3 separate regions of the Anas platyrhynchos genome follow, and all the other regions are linked to region 2. The links are chromatin contacts, called in public Hi-C maps. All regions are on one chromosome and are shown on one strand. Each heading gives the region's core, a stretch centred on a gene start, on an enhancer-like site or on the middle of the called end of the contact. The rest is flanking DNA. Distances are from core to core; before and after follow the strand shown.

Evidence for each region. A called contact is a pair of places that touch in the nucleus more often than the background predicts.
Region 1: a Hi-C map of skeletal muscle shows a contact between it and region 2, with 5 times the contacts expected there. The contact joins two enhancer-like sites. A contact is called at or near these places in 2 of 8 Hi-C or Micro-C datasets (liver and skeletal muscle).
Region 3: a contact with region 2 is called in a Hi-C map of subcutaneous adipose tissue, with 2.6 times the contacts expected there. The contact joins two enhancer-like sites. A contact is called at or near these places in 2 of 8 Hi-C or Micro-C datasets (liver and subcutaneous adipose tissue).

What each region holds. Positions count from the first base shown.
Region 1 is chr3:26,860,289-26,862,988 of IASCAAS_PekinDuck_T2T, reverse strand. It overlaps LOC140002117 (a long non-coding RNA gene), which reads left to right. Exons shown (of 6, transcript XR_011808111.1): 2 at 761-2,700. Among named protein-coding and RNA genes, the nearest start is that of IRF2BP2, 71 kb to the right of the region's middle. Within about 2 kb of position 1,433, at least 2 of the 8 cell types and tissues checked have an H3K27ac peak or open chromatin away from gene starts, as enhancers often do.
Region 2 is chr3:26,738,794-26,741,493 of IASCAAS_PekinDuck_T2T, reverse strand. No RefSeq gene overlaps it. Among named protein-coding and RNA genes, the nearest start is that of TARBP1, 14 kb to the right of the region's middle. Within about 2 kb of position 1,348, at least 3 of the 8 cell types and tissues checked have an H3K27ac peak or open chromatin away from gene starts, as enhancers often do. A contact at or near this core is called in subcutaneous adipose tissue, where this site is marked.
Region 3 is chr3:26,830,872-26,833,571 of IASCAAS_PekinDuck_T2T, reverse strand. No RefSeq gene overlaps it. Among named protein-coding and RNA genes, the nearest start is that of IRF2BP2, 41 kb to the right of the region's middle. Within about 2 kb of position 1,306, at least 5 of the 8 cell types and tissues checked have an H3K27ac peak or open chromatin away from gene starts, as enhancers often do. A contact at or near this core is called in subcutaneous adipose tissue, where this site is marked.

The sequences.
Region 1 (2,700 bases), core at 184-2,683, 120 kb before region 2:
GCACGGCTGTTTAATAATGCTCCGCACGGAGAGTGTCGGAGTGTTTTACGGGCGCTAATGAAATTAGCTGCTTTCCATCCAGGAGACACCCGGGCAGGAGAGGACATTCTGCAGCCCCTGGCCGACTTTACAGCCACCTCCTGGCTGGTTTCCACCACCTGGCATGAGGGCAGTGTGGGTAGAGGTGGGCCTCGTGTCTGCTCGCAGTGGTTGAGCTCCAAGACTTCTCCTGTATGGCTGCTGACTGCAAATAGCAGCTGTCTGGGTGCTGGGGACGCTGAAGTTGGGCCCTCCTGCTTGGGTTGTGCAATGCTGAAGCTGAGCTCTTCAGCCTAAGCATGCTCTGCACCATTTTGGGACTGTGTTTCCCTCCCTGCTCAGCAGAGCCAGCACAATCTCCTCACAGGGAGTTTCACTTTTTCTTGGTAGGCTGCTTCTCCTTCCTGGCTGCCAGGTCTGAACCACAGAGCGTTTTCTATTTGGATCCGACCCTTTCAGGAGCATTTGCCTTGCACCCTACTTTTCTGACCTCTTTGGGTGAAAGGGGAAAATGTAAGGGCTGATTTAGCATGGAAGCCCAATAGAGGGAAAGTTGCCTGCAATGTTCTTGCCCTTCTTACACACAGTAGTTTTGTCACAAACACCAGTGCTGGCCCTGGGGTTGTTATTGGAGCTACCACTGCTGATGTGCTTTAAATAGATCCTAAGCAAACCTCTCTGTTTGTTTTTCTTGACATGGTACTGACTGGTGCTTTCCAAGAAAAAAGAAAAAAAATGCTGAATTCACAGTGGTGACTTTGATTCCATCTGGCAAAAGCAAACTGATCTCTGAAATGAGAAAGGCACGGCCATGAAGAGGAAAAGTAAACGGGTTTCTGTGAAAAGCAGCCTTTTCCTTATGACCCAGTGTCTGCAAGTCACCAAGTCTTGCCGGTGCTTGGTTAGGAGACCCCTTTCTGTCACCAGCACACCGAAGAGCTTTCCAGGTACATGACATCCGCATATGGGGTTTTGCAGCTGATTTCGTAAAGCTTGCTGCACTTTACCCGCTCTGCTAGGTAAATATTTTGCTTCCAAATCATCATTTGCCTTGCTGGGTCGTTGGCAGGCTGAGACCTTTGGAGCTTTTTGAGTATTCAGCCACCCCTGCGATGAAGCCAGCTCCAGCCAGCACTCAGGAGCATGGAAACGGGAGCTTTTCTGTTGGGGCCCGTGGTTATCTGCTCGATCCCTCACAGAGGCACCCGAGCCGTGTGCGTGGGTCAGCTGTCTGGTCTGAGTCACTATCGCTGCTTGGCAGGCCCGGGGCAGCTCGGTAACATCTGCAGCGATGGCAGCACCTCTGGAAAGTCAATGCCTCGGGGGCGGTGTGAGCGCTCAGCAAGCTGTCACGCTCCTGCACTGCGCCTGCTCTGCTCGCTCCCTCCTGCCAGCAACAGGAGCTGAAAAGCTGCCCTGCCTTTGTGGAGGCTAACACACGGCTTATTGAAAGAGGTCCCAGTGACTCAAAGTGGAGGAAAAAACACCGTGCTCGGGCGTGAGCCTCCCTTATGAAACACTGGGATGAAAGTAGCATTTTTTTTGTCTCTGCAATCTGACTCCTCCAAGTTCTCCTGAAGGTTTGTTGGCTGGTCTCCATCTCCAGCACTGCCTGTGCTCTGGGGGCCTGTGGGACCTCCGTGTGGGCGCCCACGGTTGGTAAAGCTGCCAGAGTGAGAGAGAAATCCCAGAGAGAAGGGCTTCAGCCCTGGTGAGTCACTGGTGCTGGCCAGAGGTGAGCTCAGGCTGCGCTGTTTGGATGAATGCTCCTTAGCCTCTGCCTCAGAGATGTGATCTGGGGATGCGTCCCCAAAGTGGGCTTTTCTACCAGCAGGAAACAGCCTTGGCAGGCCTTTAGCTTCACACTAACAGCTGTAATCTGTTCAGGTTTAAGTCTGAGGCGGGGGAGTCTGCGTGGGCTTTACCACTGCTGCGTGCAGCCAAGCCAGGAGAGGCAGCAGCACGTGAGGAGGTGGTGAGGGCTCCAGGTGATGCTTTGCTCTTCCTCAAACAGAGGAAGAGCCAGGCTGAATGGTAACTGGTCTGAACTGGCCTCTCCATCCCTTGGTGGTGCAGCTGCTCTGACTAGTCAAGGTGTGAATTCGTGAACTTTGCTCAAGGAAGAGGTGGAAAGCCAGTCCGGGGTACAACACTGCATTTTGGAGGTAATTGGTTTTGTAATGGGAAGAGCCAAGCCCTGCATTGCAACACAGGGTGAAATGTGGATGTATCTGAAGGCTTCATCAGATCTGGATCTGAATTTTGTGACTGGCTCTATCTCAATGACTGGCTGGACTGTGTGCTGCTGAAACCTGAACTGTCTCTGCAAGGCAGCTCCACCTCTGGGGGGAAGCTGCCGACATTTCCCTCACACTGAGCATCGGGGGGCTTCTCTGTGCACAGGGTGGTGAAAAACGCAGTTTAGTTTTACTTTAGGGCTATGTTCATGCATCTCGTTGGGAATACAAGAGTTGCCAAGGTGAGCTGAGGCCGAATTTTGTTGTCTGATGGTGAGCTGTGGAAGGAGCTAGGGCCCTGGATGCACGCTGCCCTGCCAGCCTTCCCTTTCCACAGCTCCTGCTGGCTCGAGGTCATGGCACATGAGTTTTAGGGCCACTTCTGCAAACCATCTGTTGCCATGACATACAGCACTGCCAGCAT
Region 2 (2,700 bases), core at 99-2,598:
TGCAGCTGGATGGGTGACTTGACACCTAGCAATTGATGCACACAACTGCCCGGGGGCTCTCTGCCTAGGGGCAGATGGCATGCTCTTGGGATTTCAGGCAGGATCGCTAGAACTCATTTCCACCGGCATATCTTGTCTGACAAATCCTACGATATGATTGGGGTCCTTAGTGTAAGGCTGAGATGCAGAATATTCTTTTCTATATTAATGAACAAGTAGATCAGGAGGCAGCATTTAAGGCTTTCTGTGTCTGTACCCTGACTCTGTAAGTGCTGCACTGTCAGTGGGGTGGGACTGGCTAGAAGCAAACTGTGGCACAGCTGCTCTGTGGGTCCTTGACCTTACCCATTCCCGATGTCAGCTGAAGGACTTGGCACTAAGATCTGGCAACAATCACATGGTGTTTGAGGATATGGGGAGGTACTGCTCCAAAACCCTACTAAACCAGGTGAATGACGTGAACCTGAGCTTTTGTTGGTTCTCTTCCTTTGCTTCCTTAAAAAGCTCCTACACTGGGACCTTGGACTCTCCTTGTTGTGCAGGGTGATGATGCAAGTCCCAGGGAAACAGCCATGTGGAAAATCTGCAGCTCATAGTCATGGGGCCAGGTCCTCTGATGACAGGGAGCGTGGAGTTAGTGGACTTATTCTAGCTGGCAAGCTGACCTATTGAATTTCCAGTTCCTTTTGTGGGAATAACTCAGAGCATGATTTGATCTGAATTTCTGGGGCAGGGCAAGCCAGGGAGATTTCAGGCTTCTAATTGGCATTAGAATGTCTTTAGAAATCCAGCCTCTGCCATTTTATCTTCTGATCATCTTTCAGGCTGCACAGCTGTCTCTTGCTTTGACTCCTGCACAAAACCCACAGTCTCAGTCTTCGCAGCCCTTCCCTGCCTGGTTCATTGTTTGGGGCCTGCCCTAAACAATGGTGCACCCCCAAGAAGAGCTGGCAATTTCCTTCTGGGGTGGGCTGCGTGAGCTCCAGGAGAGGAGCTAGCTCTGCTTGAAAGTAGGGGGGCTCCTGACCACTGTGCACTCCCAGGGGAGGAGGGAAGGGGAAAAGCAACCAGCATCAGCTCCCTGTTTCTCTGTCAGGTTCATATTTGGTTTGGACACTGAATGTGGTGGCAAAAGAGAATAAGTGTATGTCATGAGCAGCTATGAAGACTGAAAAAAAGAAAAAAAAGAGACAACCCCACACTTTCCCTGAACACAGAGGTATGGAGAAGAACATCATGGATTCACACTGCGTTTCTGTCCCAATGCTGCAGAAAATGAAAGAGGAAGCATTGACAATAGCTCTGTGAGCCATTCTTTTGAGTCACATGAGAAATCTAACACATTGCCATGGGGCTGGGTAAACAGGAAGCCAAAATAAGCCCATTCACACTGCTAGCTGAACTTGGCAGTGGCTCCCATGTGCTTCTGCAGCATCTGGATGTATACCAACTGCAGACTGGAAGAACCCCATGCAAAATCCTAGAAATGTCTCAGAAGCATTTCCAGTCCTCAGAAAAAAAAAAATAATAAAAATGACACATTCAGGAGGTATCTGCCCCACAGTTGTGTAATCAAGAATCTGGAGAAACAATAGGTTGGTATGCTGCCAAACTGCACGGAAAATGGCTGACTCATGGGAGTAGGAGATCTTAAAACCTGAAGTAATTAGTGGTAGATTCGTAAGTGAGAAAAAAAGGGCAATGAGACTGCTGAAGGAAAAGCTGTCCTCATTGCTGGTAAACTACAGGTGTGTCTAACGCTGCTGCAAAGGCACCCAGCCAAAAACTGAGCAGCAGTGGGGTGGGCATAGCCAGGTAGAACTGATAAGCGTAAAACCTCATCAAAGCCAAAAGCATAAATATGAAGCAGAGGACACCAGGGAAGACCTTTGGTGCTGTGAGAAAAATGTGCACAGCGTAGGAAAGCTCGCACGGTGATGACATTAATATGGTGCAAAAGGGCAAAAATAAAACTCTCCGCTACGTGCCAAGAGACAGCAGTAGCACGCCATCAGGGGAATGAATGCTAGGAAGACAGTAGGACATTACTAAGTGTGCTAGGCTGCAAAGGCTTCCTCAGAACTACGCCAGAGACGGAAAGGAATTATAACCATGCAAAGCTGAATTAAAGCAATGCAATGTCTCCGTGCCATTAGGCAGAGTAAATTGCAAGTCAAATCAGTGTTGCTGGCACCACCAAATCCTCTGCTTTCAGCTGTACCCAGTGAATTCATCACCACATAAGGGCTCTAAGTTTGAAGCAAACAATTCATGCAGTCAATGTAAGCAGAACAAATTAAAAATAAAAATATGCAGAGCTAGCAATATTCACTAGCATCCCTGTAATGAAGCCATTAGGACGCATATCAAGAGGTGTTTGAAGGGGAGGATGTCTTCCAGGCATACAATTGCCTTCATCTATTTCCATCTTTACAACTCATGCCTCCAGGAATAACTGCAGCATTAAAGGAAATAAAAAAAATAATTGGAGCAATAGAAGGAATGGAAAAGTAAGGCATCTTTCCTAATGTCAGGGGCTACCACAAGTCACAAAGGCAGTATGGGTGCTGCTGAGAAGCCAGGCAACCCACCCCTTCCCAAGGACAGAAGAGACTTCAACAGGCACTGAAAGAGTGTTCAGCTGAGTGGTTGCAGGTGAGGAAAGGCCCAGTTTGACAAGAACAAATATATCCGTGATGC
Region 3 (2,700 bases), core at 57-2,556, 92 kb before region 2:
TGTGGGCAAAATCTCTCCGGTTTCAGCAGTCGAGACACAGGGAAGTTAAATAATGGCCAGCACTGCTCAGCAGGGACCAGAGCCTGGCCGCACCCGTGTTCTCCTAAATCACAAAATAGCTGCAGTGCTGTTGGCAGAGGACTAGCGACAGACCAAAGCTGAGACCCAAATCCTTGCCCCTGCCCCATCCATCCCTTGTCTCTCTGCTGCTGGGGAGCTCAGGGGCAGCCAGACCCTGCACCCCCGGGAGCTGTCTGTCAGCCCCGAGACAGCCCCTGCTCCAACAGCAAGATCCGAGTGAGAGGTTTTTGAAAGGTCGATGAAATTGTGCGTTCTGGCCCATTTTTAGCACCCTCTCCTATAACATGCATGGCAGGCCTGGCTGAATTAAACCAGCCATACTAATTTCTCTTGTTAGAACAGCCCTGTGTAACGCACCAAATACTTGGCTTTGGAGGATGATATTATAAAGAAGGACACTGTAATTTAGTGGCTCATTTAATGTGAACCAAGAGAAATATGAGGCATGCCAATGCCGCACAGGGGCTCTATTTATATCCTTTTTGGTGTACGGTATGATTTATAATAAAGGATCATTTTTATATAGTATTAGCGTGGTAATGGAGCTTACTAGGTTACCATGTCTGAAGTTAGGAAATATTGTATTAGAACAAGCTCTGCTAACATAGTGTAAGAATAGCCCTTTCTCCAGTATTAAATCATGATTCCAAGCTTCTTAAAATAAATATTAATGCACTCTGTTTACCAAGGAATCTGGGCTTTTATGAATGCAGCACCAAGACCTTTACGTCTGAGCTCAGAAGCTGTTGCATGCAACCTCATTCAGCAGCGGCCATCCACCCTGCTCAGCATCCTCTGGTGCTTTGCTTGCCCAAAGCACTCAGCATAGGGTCCCGGGAGGAGGGAGAGAGGCAGAAAGCAAAAGAGCCCCATTTTGCTGAAAAGCATGCTATCATGAGCTACGGGGAGCATTTCCCTCCTCCTTCCCAAAGTACATGAAGCCAGCTGCATAGCTAGCGCTGGAGCAGCGACCCCAACCAGGCACCAGGAGCTGAGCACAGGGGCACAGGGACAGGTGGGATGCTGGTGGGGAGGAGGAGGAAGGAGCAGCATTTACCCTGAGGAGCTTTTCTGAAGGCCACACAGCGAGCAAGCGGTGGAGCCAGGATTAGAGCAGAGCCGCTCCTGGCACCTTGCCCTCGGCATGATTCAGAGCTTGTTTCCAAAGCTAGAGAGCTGGTTGAAGTTTCATTTGTCTATCTAGACAGCAGCGTGCTCTGCTTCCCATTTAAAGCTCTGGAGCCTCATGGTGATTCAGAGCGCAGGCAGGAGCCCGCCTGTGGACTGGTTTCTGGTGCCAGCCAGCGCAGTGCCTGCGAATTGTCAGTGCTGCCATGCAGGCAGGCAAAGGAATTGAAGTGGCTCTAAGAGACAAGGCAGAAAATAATCAGACAGAGGATCCAGTGGGCATGGGGAGCTGTCACAAGCATGGCCGTGACAAATGTCCCTTCCACTGAAGTCATGGTGTGAGATAGAGAAACGTGGAGGTGTAGGAGAAGGGCTGGGTGGTGGCCACCCCATCATCCCAATCTGGCATGCAGGAATGACAGCCATGAGCAAACCTCCTCTGTTGCCCTCTGTAGCATCACGTGCCCTGCCCCAGACCAGGCTCCCCCTGCCCTGTGTCACACTGGATGCCACCCCCCGCTCCAGCCTGTGCTGCCTCACTGGAGGGGACTCCCTTCTGCCTGAGCTCCCAGCCCCGTGGGGACACGACCGCTGTCGCCAGCCAGGAAGGTGACACACAAGAGCTGACAAAGCCAGAGCTGACTCTGCTTCCCGCTGAGCCAACCTCAGTGAAATCACCCAGCCACTCTGAATAAAAAAGAATTAAGTATCCTGGCAGTAAGTCAGACCATATTTTATTAACTTGGCCAGAATCAAGTAACGTTAATCCCCCTCCCTGAATTTTTTATTTTTTTTTTACAACCAGGCTCTAATATATTAAAACATGCTGGCAAAGCTTTTGGTAGATTACAATTCACTTGTCAGCAACCAACACACAGCCTGGCATTATCACCTAGATAGGGCCTGAGTGGCAGCGACAGCTCGGGTAAGTTTCCGTGGCATCCCACATGCCCGGTCAGAGCATCCAGGGAGTGGGTGGCCACCGTGCCACATGCAGCTTGTGGTATAACCTCACAAAAATCACTGGCAACTTATCCTGTCTGATTTGCTGGGTGGCTGAGGCCTGGCTTCCCCAGGGGAGCATGGACCAGCTCGGGCCCTGAGGGTGCATCACTCTGCAGAGGTGCTGCGCTCTCCCCTTCTGCTGCCCAGGGCTAGGAGAGCTTTTCTTGGCTCCGCAAAATGCCTAAACAAGTCCCTGCCTTACTCTGAGCCTTGCTTCCTCTACAAAACGGGGGGACATCCTCTTGGACTGCTAGATATGACACCTCCATGCTAGTTCTTTCAGAGGCCAGAGAGGGCTCTGTGCTCTTGGGCTCCACTGAAGCCCTAGCAAGAGTTAAAACTGCCCTACCTTTCTTGTTTATTAGCAATAATAAGTCTAATAATACATTGCACATGAGTAAGAGCTTCTATCCAAGGAAATTAAAGCACTTTGCAGACATTAATGATTTAAGATGCTTAGCCCATCCCTGAGATAAGTAAGGAAAA